Regions from separate parts of the Sparus aurata genome. Here region 2 is linked to region 1. The links are chromatin contacts, called in public Hi-C maps. All regions are on one chromosome and are shown on one strand. The core of a region is the stretch at or near the end of the contact, and the rest is flanking DNA. Distances in the headings are between cores, read along the strand shown.

Region 1 (7,250 bases), core at 3,043-5,542:
CTCGGCCGAAGAGGAAACGCAAAGCGGATGGAAAAGGGGAGTCAGAACGTGACGCGGATGAAGAAGACTCGAGCCCCCCCCCCCCGCCGGTGACGTCCGGGTGCAGCGGTGGGATCGTTTTTAGTGCCTCTCGGGTTTTCCTGACCATGAAGTGAAGTTTCATGAGGGAAGCTGATTTAATTCCCCCAGATCAATGTCCCACAAATCAAAGATGGTGGAAGTTAAGGAGCTGCGGGTTTAAAGGAACAGTTCATCCAAATGTGAAGATTCATGTAAGGTCAGGTGACGTTTGGTGGTCCACGAAACATTTCTGGAGCTTCACAGAAAAACTGTGTTGCGGCATTCTCCAAAACATGTGAATTAGATGAGGAATTGTTTTAAAATGTAGAGTGCATACCTCCGCCAAGGCCCGACAGTCCCCTTTTATACTCACTCACTGATACCAGCAACTAGATACACCTGATTTTTGCATTATTCTCTGAGAAATTAACTTAAATATTGACACCCTACAGTATCTCACAGTGTTAAAGGAAGTGAGAATAAAATACGTGGATCTGTCCCTTTATCTGGATCCACACTAAAAATTACTGGGGTCTATTCTGGGCTGAGACACATCCTCCGTCCAAACTGCGAGGAAATCCGTTTTGTAGTTTTTGTGTAATCCTGTTGACAAACCAACCAACCGACCGACTTCCAGGGGTGAAATCATGAAAACATAAAATGGCTCCAGCTCATCCAGTCAAAGTTTCAGTACGTTTAGGTGCTAAGCTAAGTCTGAAGTGGGTGAACAAGCCCGACCAGACAGTTCTGTTTGTTTCTGTTTTAAAACAAGTCCCCAGCTATTTCTGTTGATAAGGAGAACAAATGTTGTGTTCAAAACCGTCTGTTCCGTCCAGATGATCTGGAGACGTGAAGGGTTTACAGATCCAGTCTTAATCCAGACTCATCGGGACGCCACAGCGTTTGAAGGCACACGGTGCTGCCAACAGTCAAGCCCTCGAGGCTAATGTCAGCTAGCATACTACTGTTGACGGTGAAGTGCAGAAACAGTGTGTTGAGTGCGTCTCCCCCCCCCCATCCAGACTCATTTAATATTCTGCTTTTGTTTTTTTTTCTCACTTCTTATTAAAGTAAATGAGGTCACGTCTCACGCAACCATCAGCTACCATGTTTAAAATCTGTGGAGTTCATGCGTGAAACCAAAAAACAAAAAACAATTTCAAAAATGTAGGATTTCAAAAGTCCTTTAGTAGTCTGTAGAGTGCTGAAGCCACGTCCCATCTGCTTTTCGCTCTTTATGTAAGTATGTGTTTCCAAATTGCACCAATTCGAAGCTTCCTTGGGCTCTTAGCAACAACCCTGGCAAGTGTGAAGTAGATCAGATAAACGTTTCTGCAGATATGTGTAGAACAGACAGACAGACAGAGCTTCCTTCTTCCTTTGCAGTTCAATGTTGAGATGCTGTTATTGCTGTGAAGCTCCAGAAATGTTTCGTGGTCTACGAAACGTCACCCCATCATCACGAGGGTGAGGAGGAGATGACGAGTGAACTTTCAATTTTTTGGGTGAACTTCTCTTTTAAATTTCCCAAAACTAGATATCACCACAAGGGGGCAGTAAGGTGTGCTGAAGGCAAAGAAGCTGTGAGTGTCTCCTTTTCATGAATGACCTGAGGAGGTGTGATGATGATGATGATGATGATGATGATGATCAGGAAGCAGCACCGGGCTGTAGGGCTGTCTGGATATCGTACTTTAGAACTTTTTGGCGTACACGTCCATGCAGGACAATAGTTTTGTCTTGAAAGCATGTGATTAAAAAACATTAACTCTTAAGTGCACGACCCAAAACCCTGATCACACACAAACACACACACACACACAGACACACACATACACACACACACACAGGCAAACACACAGACATACTACTCGTTTTCTATGGGGTGCATGCAAGATTACACCTACTGTACAGAGTCCTGTTGGAGCTAGACCACAGGGGCTGGAATAGAGCTAGAGAGCCCCACATGTGATCAACATGTGGAGGCAGACTTCCGTATCCCAGCCCCCCCCTCCCAGTCCAATACTGCATGCGGGATCTTCCCGGTCAGCTCTGTGAGCCGTGCCGCGGGCAGAGACCCCTAGATGGCGTTGTGTTATAGCTCGATATTGCATGCTGAAATAGTGCAACACACTGTCCTTACTAGCTTTTTTTGCATGGGGATATCGCTATCCATTGAGAAAAAAGGGGTGAGGGAGCTGGTTAAGTTGTGTCACTTGAGGCATGCGGCCTTATGCTTACCTGGCACTGTCATACCTTGAGTGTGAAGCTCATGGGAACAGGGTGTAGGGAATAGGTGCTCTAGCCACTTAGTTTTAGCTCTGGGAACGGACACGGTGTGAATGCAGTAGTTTGTTTTCTCTATGACAGTGTAACGGCGAGTATCTCGGCAGCATGTTTCAAAAAAAAAACGTTGTTCCTTTCACATGTGCGTGTCTGCCTATCTTAGTAATAGGTCGATGGTTATGGTTCATTGCTCATGAGTCAGTGGTGAATCAATAGGGCTGTTTTGATTTTGTGAAACGTGAGAGCACATGTACGTGTACCATGTGTGAGGTCCTGTTTGTCTCTTTGTATATAAATGTATACGTATGTCTGTCCTGTTGTGTGTATAAATATATATTTTGCACCGAATGTACCAAAGGTTTGGGGCTTGCAAAGTCAACCATTAGGCCTGCTCTCTCTATTTCAGTCTAACAAAACACATCCCACTCCAGAACATCACCTCATGTTTGCTTGACGGGCAGATTTTCGTGGCATGGGCAACAACAACAACAACAACAACGACAATGCTTCACGTTAGGGTTAACACTCACTCGGTCAGTTTTTCATATATCGAGGCTTTTCTGCTGCAGAGCACTGGTAAGATTGATTACTCGCTTCACATCCAGATGAAGACAGTCGCACCTCTCGTCTTTCCTCCTACATTTTCTGACAGGACCCGGCTCCGGTTTTCAGAATTCCACTCTATGCAAAGCTCCTGTATGTGTGTCTCCATTTCACCCCGATGATTGTAATAAAAGAGAACAAATGGAAAATTTGAGATTAACGACACGTGAGCCTTATTTATCTTCTGTACCGGTCGTATGAGTAAATATCAAAATGTGTCATCTTTATAGTTTATTATAAATCACAGTTCATTAAGACACATTGTTAACCTTTTCCAGGCAAATGGGGAAAAATGGAAAGAAAATATGATAAAAGGTCTCTGAATAATACAAATTTTAAAGATAATATGGGAAAATATACTTAAAATAATCAAATTTTATAATTATCCCTAATAAATGACTTGTACACGTTATACTGAGGCTTCCAGGCCGTCCACATGATAAACAAAATGTAGCTGTGCACAGCAGACAAAAGAATTACATAAATGTAAATATATTAAACATACTAAACAATGATTACAACATAGTAAGTGATGTCAAAAAATATGATTACAATGTCAAGATAGGAAGTAAGGGGACACGTAAGTATGAGATAAACATAATCATATTTATCTAATAATTTTCACTTTCTTACTTATAATTTTCCTTTTTATCTCGTAATTTTCTGCATTTTTTCTGATAATTACCTTTTTTTAATATATATTTTTGAGTATCTGTCCCATATTGATTACTTTTTTCAAATAATTATGACTTTTATCACATAATTTTGAATTTCTATGTTATAATTTCAACTTTTTCTCTCATAATTATAATTTTTCGCTCATTATTTTGACTTTTTACCTCATAATCATGACTTTGTTGTCGTACTTAACACTTTTTTTAACCATGTAATCATTTTATCTCATAATATCTACTTTCTATCTACAAAATGATTCCTTTTTTGATAACTTTGACTTTCTCCCTCATAATTTTGGCTTTGTATGTCATTATTATGACTTTTTTTTATCGCTTTGACTTTTTATTTACTATGTATTACCTTACTTTCATACCTTTTTATCTCACTATCAGATTTTTTTCTCTTATAGTACATAAGTTTTCATTTTTTCTCAACAAAATCACAATCACATAAAGATAATCAATAAAGATAAACAATTTAAACTTGACAGATGTGGTACTCCAGATGTGGGGTGGAGGGGTGGAGTTATATTTATAAACCAGCTGATGAAAGTCTTCCCTCAGTCTGTTGTCGGTGTAAACAGCTCCTCCAGGTGTTTTCCTGCTGTCACACTGAGCCTCCAGGTGACTCACCTGTACAAACTTCACTCTCCCTTCAAATAACTGCGACCTCCTTCTATTCAAACACAGCCGCAGTGCGCATGCGCCGGGCAGTGACGTGTCGAGAAAGTGTCAAACAGAGAGGATGTAAAGATGATCGAAAACTCTCCGGATCGACTTATTAGGATATTTAACGCTCGCTCGTCTGGATAGTTAACCCGCTAGCGTCACCTGTAGGGTTAGATTTTAAACACGGACTGCTTCTCTTCAGTTGAGTTGAGGAAAGTCGGTTTAATTCACTTTTTGAAGCCGCGACATTGACCGTTGAGCTAACTTAGTTAGCGGCGGTTGAGCTAGCCGGAGTCCGTACGGAGCGTTAGCATGGGCAGCCGGCGGAGCTAACACTTAACATGTAACTGTAGTGCAGCCGCTGGTGTTAACGTTAGCTAGACTCGTAGCTTTAGTGTGGTCGTGCATCTCTCGGTTCGGTAGCGTTCAGCGCGGTCGGTCGGTCGGTCGGTATCCAGCTGGCAGCAGGACTGAAGCCTGAAAGAGAGGACCATGTCTCGGAGACGGCTGGACAGTCGCAGCGGTCTGTCCGCGGGGCTGCTCAGCGAAATCCAGACCCCGATCAGCACGGAGCCCGTGGAGAGTGTGTATGAAATCACCGGGGAGCTCGGCAGGTGAGTGAAATGTTCCCCTGAAAACTCTCAGAGAAGTTCACACAGTCTCCTCTCTGTCTGCGAGAAGCCTTAAAAGTTCAGTTAAAGACTCATTTCACTGTGATCTCTGCCAAAAGTATCTGGATTGTTGATTAGAAGTCAAACTGGCATTAACAGGATTAACTGCATTACAAACATATCTCCTTTATTAGATCATAATCCCACTATGAAATACTGCATCAGCGTGGAAACTGTTGACTGACAGTGCAGGAAAAGTTTAATAATGCAGCCTGAGTGTGTGTCAGACATTTCCATTTGTTATCACAGTCAGCTCTCTGATATCAGGGCGCTGGATTAGCACCAGCAACCAGCCAAGTGGAAACAAGGGTGATATTTGAATATTCACCACGCATTTGGGTAATTTTTGCACCCTGTAGTGAACTTTAAACTCATATTCTGTATATATGTATGATACTTTTACCAGCCCACATTGTCACTACGGGTTTAGACAACATTGGACATGACTAACTTGTGTGTTGGGGGATTTTCTTACAACTATATATAATTATGACGACATACTAGTATTCACAGATATATATGGGTATCTGTGTATGTTGTCAGACAGTGTTGAGCAAGTTACTTTCAAAATGCAATATATTGAGTAATAAACTTTAAAAACCTTTTTAGGAAACCACAGTATTTCGTTGTTCACACAGTGACACGGATTGTGTCGCTGCTTTTCTGTAATTTTGCAAAGTTTAAATGACTCCTTGAATCATTTTGTTGATAAATAATTGATGAGTGATGGAGCTGTTTGTCAAATTATATCTGGCATAAGTAGTTTCAGATAAACATGTACAGAGTGTTAAACCAACACATGCTGTAGAGGTTGTTTTGCATGGATATTGCTCTTCCTCGTTCCTCAGTTTGCTTACAACGTTCGATTAATTGTCAGCTATAAAACAATCAACAACTATTTTGATCAAGAAAAAAGCTAAAATTCTCTGATTCCAGCTTCTTAATGTGAATATTTTTTGTTTATTTTCTGTCATCTTTGAGTTGTGGATAAAACAAGACATGGCAGGACGTCATTTTTCACAATTTTCTGACATTTTATAGACCAAACAGCCAATCGATTAATCGAGGATCTTATCATTGTTTGGATCACGACTTAATGTGTTTGAAACTTGTGCCAGAACCACAGAGTACAGCGTGATGTTTACCAAAGTGTGACTACCGATTCAGACATCATCAGATGAGAGGAATAACACAGAAACCACATATCACATTATCACAAACATTTGAAGGGAACCTGAAAAAATTTCCTTTTATGGCAATGACATGTCCTTTATCTAAGCAGCTCTAAGAAGGCTGCAACACTTATTTGATTAGTTGTCAGCTTTTAAACTAATCAGCAGCTATTTTCATTACTGATTAATCGATTTTGACTTGTTTTCTCAAGGAAGCAAGTCAAAATCGTCTGAATTCAGCTCCTCAAATGTGAATATTTTCCTTTTTCTTCCTCCTATTTGACAGTAATTAGTTTTTACAGTTTGAGTTTTATTTATTTTTAACTTTAGGAAACAAACAGACAATGAATATAATCGTGAGTTGCAGCCCTGTTGTATAAAGATGATACTCGTGCCAGCACTGCGTCACTACAGTTTTAGACAACAAAAGACATGAGGGGACAAATGCAATAACCACATATCACATTGACCGTAGAAACACTTTTTAAACTAACCAGTTTTCATACAATGTAACCTCAAGTTTGTTTTGTCTGTAATGTTTACTTGGAGAGCACACAGTCAAATAATTCAATACACTAACGTTAACTTGGCGTGTGGACTCTGGACCGTAAGCTTCAACCACTGTTCACACACGAGCCTCGCCGTGCCAGGAGACCTGACTTCATCGCGCTACAGTAGACCTTTGTCATGTGTTTGGCAGTGTGTGTGTGTATGTGTGTGTGTGTGTGTGGGCACCATGGCAACAGCTGATGGTGGATGGTCATATCCTAAGAACTCTGAGGTGTGTTTGAAGTGATGTGTCATGCGGCGTGCGCTGTGTAATTCGGATGTCAAAACAGGAAGAATGAAACGAGTACATGTGGAAACCAGACTGTAGAAAGAAGAAATGGCACAAGCCGCTTCTGTTTCGCGTATTTCTGTGTGATTTGACAAAAAAAAGGGAAGTTAACATGTGCAATAATTTCAAGGAGATGATAATGTACGTTCTTGTTCTAGTTAGCTACATTTTCCTTTGAAGGAATTCATATTAATGAGGTCAATAAAAATGACCTTTAGCTGTGGAACATTCCGTGTCATCGTGTCGCCCTATTTCTCACGTCAAACTGCAACTATCA
Region 2 (7,250 bases), core at 1,248-3,747, 140 kb before region 1:
AATCAATGTGAATACATTAAATAACTTATTCTGGTTGAATTAAATCAACACAAACTTAATAAAAACGTAGTAGAGAAACATAAACATAATGTGTTTCAAATTATTCGGTCTAGTAATTTCATTTATACACTTTGACTCGACATGATAGTAAAACTTTGCATTGAACCTATATAGAAGAATTAGATGGAAAATACATGTAATTAAAATACTTGATATTTTTCTTGATTGTATTTATCTTATGCCTCAGTTTGCGAGTGCAGCACCTCTGCACCATCAGCCTTTTATTCCTGCAAATAAATGAATAAGACAATAAAACACAATACATTTTGAAGATACTATATGTAAGAATTGTCCACCTTGAAACACAGTCCAAATACATTAACGCATATTTCCTCCCAGAGATATTTTTTCAACAAAGATCTAAATTAGCAAATACGTCAAATATGTCAGTAAGGTTCCTGACAGTGTTATAAACTGACAGTTTTGAATGTTTGAAAGTAAATTTCTTACATAGAGCTCCTTTAATTAAACTGCGTGTGTATCAAATCCCTTTTCACAGCAACAACAGCATGGCATTTAGATGGAGGATATTAAAATAGCACAGGAAAAAGTTTTATACATCATTGTCGTCACGAATGATTCAACAGTGATGCCGCAACTTATAAAAAGGATCAAGTGAGGTCACCGTCAATTATCCGGACCGCTACACCGAGATAATGCGATCTACATTGTGCTCATTCAAACTGAGCTCTTGTCTATCTCTTTAAGAAAGTCCAGACTGTTTTTAGAGCTGGCTGGTCATCATTAAAAATAGCAGAGGGGTGTGAGAGAGTGCGATAGCCTGAGCAGGAGCTGTGGTTTCTGACTGCAGCTCAACACTGAACATGTATGGAGTCCTCAGACAGAGGTTGGTGCTGCGTTCAGGGACTCTGCGTAAACTCCAGACTCTAAATAATGTCATAGGAAAACTTTGTTTAGGAGGATAGATGCAGTGATGTTTAAGAAATTGGCAACATTTATTTATTTTGATTCATTTAATCAAGTACTGTATTCAATTTGAAATACTTGCAGGCTACTTCCCTTTAATATTTCTTCTCATACAACTTCATACCTCTAGTACATTAGTTTATTGATCAATTGAGAGAATTAGAATTAATTGGTAACTCATTTGATAATCATTTGTCATATTTCATGCAAACACATTTCCTGGTTCCTGCTTCTCAGTGTGAAGAGTTGACCATTATGAAAGTGTCACTTTGTTATCAGGGCTATTGTGACAGCATATTTCAATATTGTCGGAATTTTTACTAACCTAACAATCCATCAATTAATTAATGGAGAACTTATTCAGAAGATAAATCCATAGGCTAATAAAAATTATAACTAGCTTCACATTAATCAACCAACTACTGTAAGAGAGTAGAATCCTGCTTATTCATTTATACATGAGTAATAATAATGTAATGTATAGTGGACAGAGAACATTTTCAACATTAAGTAATTTTACCTTTTTAATCTTAATTATATTGTTTATTTTTTGCTATTGTCATTGTTTGTTTGTTTTTGGTAATATTCTGTCCTGTGGCAAAACATGTCCCCGTTTGTGGGACAATAAAGGAATATGACTGACTGACTGACTGACTGATTGATTTACCTTTATTCTTAATACTGAAAACACATTTTCCTGACTATATATATATATATATATATATATATATACTTTATAAATTTTCAACGCTGGACTTTTACATCAAATATTTCCACAATGTGGTATTTGTACTTTGTCATCGGACATCCGAGGTGTTCAGGTGGGGTCCAAGTGTACAACAGACAGATATATAGGTAAATTAATATCTGGGTAGCCGCATCTCTATATACTTTAGTGGACCGTCTACTTCTTCCAGAAATGATTTTGTTTTATTTGTCCATTCTTAGTTACCCTTAAAATCATTTTGATATTCAATAACAATATTAAAGGGGAAGACAAAAACTTACCACCTTTAGATTTCTGTATCAAATCTGCATTTTCTTTTGTTCAGTTCGCTAAACTTTTTTTTTTACTTTATAGCTATTTGTCACGTTTTATTTTGGTTGACTTCTAGTTTAATCTTATTAAAAGAAGGCTCGTAGGGGCACTACGTAGTTTTGGAGAAGAAATTCAAACTCAGAATTTTAATATTTACAATATTAATGAGGTAATAATCCAAACTCAGATATATTTATTTTTTCCATAAGTAAATCAAAAAGCTATTTTCTCAGAGGAAATAAGGTCCAGAGAACAGTGTTTAAAGCTAGAAAGGTGGCAGGGTCCTCCAAATCTAAACAAATTAAAACAGTATGAAATTCTGTTGTCCTTCAAGGTCTTTTATTATTCAGTTTATTCAGTCGTGAAAAAAAAGAGTTTTATTCCACAAAAATACATAATGCACCATTAATGATATGAGTTTCTGGTGTAACCCACATTTCCGACATCCCGTGAATGCGTCTTGAAGGAGCACAGTCTGAAGTTAGTGAGCGTCAGTGAGTGACAGGTCTGCTGTTGTGAGTCCGTCTGCTGCTGGAGTTTAACCGCCGCTAGCTGAACACAAAACACACGTTAATAACGATCCTCTCGGTTCAATTCACGTTAAATCTTTAAATATCGTGTGTTTGTTTAATTTAAACGCACAGACTGAAGCTGTAGTAGTGAGTCAACGGTCCCGGACCGTAAACGCATCAGAAGCGCACGTGGGGGCAGGAGCCGACAGCCACCAACGGCTCCGTCGCGAGCGTCGTTAGAGACAGACAGGAAGGAGAAGGAGGCATGGTGACAGCGGAGCGGAGACAATGAGCCCCCGCTTCATTTCATCCCCCCGTCTTTCACTTTAAACATCTCACCGACACATGAGAGTCGCTAACTAGCTGCCGAACCGCTCCGTCTGGATTATTGACTGTGTGCGCTGCCGTCGGACCGCAAGTGACTTTATCTGCAGTGAAGAGGAAACATGGGGACTCAGGGCACCGGACGGAAAAGGTCCACCAAGAAGGAGAGGTCGACGGCGGAGGACGATGCCCTCAATCTCATAGCGAGAGAGGTGAGTGGAGTGTCTGTTAAACGTCAAATAAAACCATTTCTTTACCTCCAGAAACTTCATCTTCAGCCGATATAACCCCCCAGAACCTACAAACTGACAGATGTGTTGCTAAAGAAGCTAACATTTACTGATACACATCAACCAGTTTTGTCAAAACTCACGTCAAAATGTATAATTCATCCAGAATTTCACACCCGAATGGAGAAAAAGAAGTACACAGACAGAAACAGTTCAACACTTCAGCCAAATAAACAACATCTTATCACTTCCTTTTAAGTGTACAAACTTTTGTGAGACTCCCTGAGATAAGAAATCACATCACAGTCACTGGTGTTCATTTTCAAAACAGTATCTGACATTTTTAAATCGATTTTCTACCTTCCAGGCAACAATTGGTGCAGTTTTTATGTCAGTAGAGAATAAAAATGATGTTACACATGTAACAATTGTGGCAAAATGGCTCAAAGCAATATTTAGAGCCTGACCGATATGCAGATTTGGGATCAGTACCGATATTATTGATCTGATGTCGATATATGGGCCAATATACACGCACTTTTTGGAAAATTTCTTACAGAGGCAGAATATTTAACAGTCTAACAATTTATAAATGGGTTAGGGTGGGCAACATAATCAAATATCATGTTATTTTTGACCAAATACCTCAATATCAATACTGTGACCATACGCACTTTTTGGAAAATTTCTTACAGAGGCAGAATATTTAACAGTCTAACAATTTATAAATGGGTTAGGGTGGGCAACATAATCAAATATCATGTTATTTTTGACCAAATACCTCAATATCAATACTGTGACCATATAGTATTCTGGTAATTCTTGATTAATAATCATCAGTAACGTGGATATAACACGCTGGCAAGAGCATCAATTTAATGTGATGCAGCCTTAAAAACCAGAAAAAGACGTCACATGTAACGATATCACGATGCCCATATTCTAGGACGATGTATAGTCTCATATCATGATAACAATGGCATATGTATGTATTGCCCAGCCCTAAAGAACAGTTGGTAAATCAGTCCTTTCAGTCCAACACCTGTTTGGACAATTACATTGATAGGTTATAAATTGTATGAAGACAATAACTTTTACTGCAGGGATGTTTGTCCTCTCAGTGTGATGACTCAGCTGGACAATATCCTGTATCCAAGTCATCCAACACAGGGCCACCATTGGCTGATATATTGTACGTGCCCTACCATGTCATTCTTGATAAACTGGTCAGTCTAATAAAACAGTATGACAAAGTTGTCTTAACGCTACTGTTTGTAAGTTTGCACTTTTTGGATTCTTGTAATTATAATCTGCATGTAGGCCTAGGTTGGCAGTATATTACATATCCTCTTTAACAATATTGAATTTTTATTGAAGTTGGATTTTTGTCAACAGAGCTCAAGAGTCCATTTGATTTATTGTTTTGGTTGTGGGATTTGATTTAATTTTGATTTAATCGAACATTTCTTTCACATTCCGAATCCATTGTGAATTAAACGTTGACTCTATGGAAGCGTGTGACTGGAGTGGTGCGCTGTTATATTATTATTTTATTAGTGGCATAAAATTGTCTTAAAATGACAACAGTTTCAGAGTGTAAATTATTTCTGGGACAGTACATGCCCAGGCAAACTAGTCATGGTAACAGTCCTTTCTGTAACCGCCAGCTTATCAAAATGGCCTACAGTACCAAAGAATAAGCCTTCATGTACTAACCTGCAGGGATTGTTGGGCTCCCCCTCAATAATGCAAGACTGGAGCTGGCAGCAGTCACACGTAGTTGTTTCTTACAGATGCTGAAGTCATGTTGTGACAGGTCCACACTGTTTAAAGCTCCTAATCTCTTTTATGATGATGAGTCTAGTGTGGGATAAATGAATGTTTTATGGCAGGAATAATGCCCACTGTGTCGTCAGGACTTAAGTCGCGCTGTTTGAAGCGGATACCCCTCACGCTTTGTCTGCACTTGTGCCTTTGAGGTGTGAAACACAGGCTGAAAATCAATATTTGAAGGTAACATCAAAGGAAAATGGCAACAATGGAGGAAACACAAAGAAAAGCCAGATATTTATTGTTCTGAAGAAAGGTTTGGGATCCTTCTGTGAGGATGTTATCTGTATTTTTGTGGAAATACCAAAGAATGAACGTTAAATGTTGCCTAAAATACATTTCCAAGTTAATCACTGTGGATCGTAGTCTTGAGTCTTTCCCTCAGTGAGGTGTTGAGCATGAAATCCTGAACGTCGTCGCCAAAGTATGATGATGATTTGGGGCAGTTGCAGTTGAGAGGAAGTCGGGTCTGTGCTAACCCAACCCGGATGTTTCAGCAAATTTGCATGTCACCGTTAACTGACAAACACACACCCCATTGTCATCACGCTAGCTGTGAATAGCCTTGGTACCAATGTCAGGCCTGCAGAGGTTTGACTGTTTGAATGTTATCTTCTCTTAACTGCTTAGCTGACTATTGACTCTGCAGTAATGTATCTGAGGTTGCACATTCCTGTAGCTGGAAGTCTTGTTGTAGTCTATTTGCGGTGGCAGCAATGTTCCTGCAGTTTGTCAGAGCTTATGTTCGCAGCAGCAGATACACTGTATCTAAGCAGGAGATTCTCTGATGACTGACTGATCTGCCACTTGTGGTAGTGAGCAACAGCTTTAGTAGTAGCGGAGTAATTGTGGCCTGTTTTCTGTCACATCTGTGCAGTGATGAGAGAGTCTGGGCCTTTAAGTAGCGGAGGGGGTCACGTACCTCGCTGGCAGTCCTCTGACAGGACGGTATGTCAGCCCTGATGAGTTGGCCTGTTCCGCAAAAGAGTTTTTAAAATAGACGCTCCTGAAAGATCAGCTGTTGCTGCACCCCAGTTTTAGATCGGGTCTGTGGGTGGGGGATGGGGATGGAGGAGGAGGAGGAGGGGTGTGGCGACCAAATGGCCATCCCACCAGCATGGAAACATGGAAACAGTAATTTACTTTGGCACAGTTGCACAGAGTTTGTCTGGGGAGTCAGGGAGTTCAAGCTGCTGTTTTAGTCGCTGTACATTTCTCTTCCCCTCCCCTCTTAGTATCACAGGTCTCTGATAAACTGTCAATAAACCTGACTTATCCTGGACCAAATGGGAGAAGACCACACAGCAAGAACTATCAAGAAGAAATGTCAGCATGGAATACCAGTGTTCTTAATGCTGTACTTTATAGAGTTGCTTCCCTACTGATGTCAAACAGTTTAAAACCAGTTGTAAACATTAATTTGCATGCCTTCAGCTGACTATAGATGACCTGGGCAGAGCCTGGACTCTATTTGAACTGTTCTTTACTCAGATTCTTGGTGGAAAATATTTATGGATATATGTCTCAGAAATTATTTACACAAACATTTTTAACATTTTTTGTTAATGAAGGCAGGCTTTTGATGGAGTTCATCTGACTTACTCTGCACCATCACATATAAATCACCAATCCAGGAATTTCATGATGTCATTCCACTCTGTTAAATCCAGTCCTCTTTAGGTAGTTATAATTTACAAGCTGATTTTAAAAAGAATTAATCATACTGTACATACTAAATTACACAGTAGAACAAAACAATGAGCAGAAGAGTAATATATCAAGCAAGGACCTGAGCTCATAAGAGCTTTCAGCCGAATGATGTAATTCAGAGATGAAGTAGTAGCAGCGTTGTGTGGTGTGTGATTTTAAGATTATTTAAGGCCCCTACACATCCTCACATGTGTTTGAGTTATCCTGTCTGAGTAAACTAAGCTAGGAATCACATGAGGTCACCATACTTCAAGAACTAAGTTAATAATAAGGCTAAAAGTATGATAGGTCTTTTTCAAATAAGATGTTTAGACATGTCACAGTAGAAACATCACAGATTTTAATGATTGATTAAATTAAATTCCATTTACATGACAAAATGTCTACAGGCCTTTATGACAAAGGCCTAAACTGACTAAAAACCACCAGTGTGGGCTTATCGTGGCTGTGCAGGGTCTTTAACCTTGTGTAGTAATTGTTGATCGGCAGCAGCAGCCTCAGCCCACACCACTGATAAAACAAAACCACCACCAGTTGTGATTTCCAGTGAATGACTGCCTCTGTTACACCATTCTGAAATGCAAATGAATTCAGTGACTGAAAGTCATTTCTGTTGTG

What was found. A called contact is a pair of places that touch in the nucleus more often than the background predicts.
Region 2: a Hi-C map of an unstated tissue shows a contact between it and region 1, with 2.0 times the contacts expected there. The contact joins the promoter of lrrfip1a here to the promoter of stk17b in region 1. A contact is called at or near these places in 2 of 2 Hi-C or Micro-C datasets (skeletal muscle and an unstated tissue).

The regions. Positions count from the first base shown.
Region 1 is chr9:31,699,794-31,707,043 of fSpaAur1.1, reverse strand. stk17b (serine/threonine kinase 17b (apoptosis-inducing)) reads left to right here and starts at 4,292. Exons shown (of 7, transcript XM_030427928.1): 1 at 4,292-4,906. The coding sequence starts at 4,785. It overlaps hecw2a (HECT, C2 and WW domain containing E3 ubiquitin protein ligase 2a), which reads left to right. Exons shown (of 30, transcript XM_030427857.1): 30 at 1-3,109.
Region 2 is chr9:31,838,622-31,845,871 of fSpaAur1.1, reverse strand. It overlaps lrrfip1a (leucine rich repeat (in FLII) interacting protein 1a), which reads left to right and starts at 2,497. Exons shown (of 29, transcript XM_030427852.1): 1 at 2,497-3,074. The coding sequence starts at 2,985.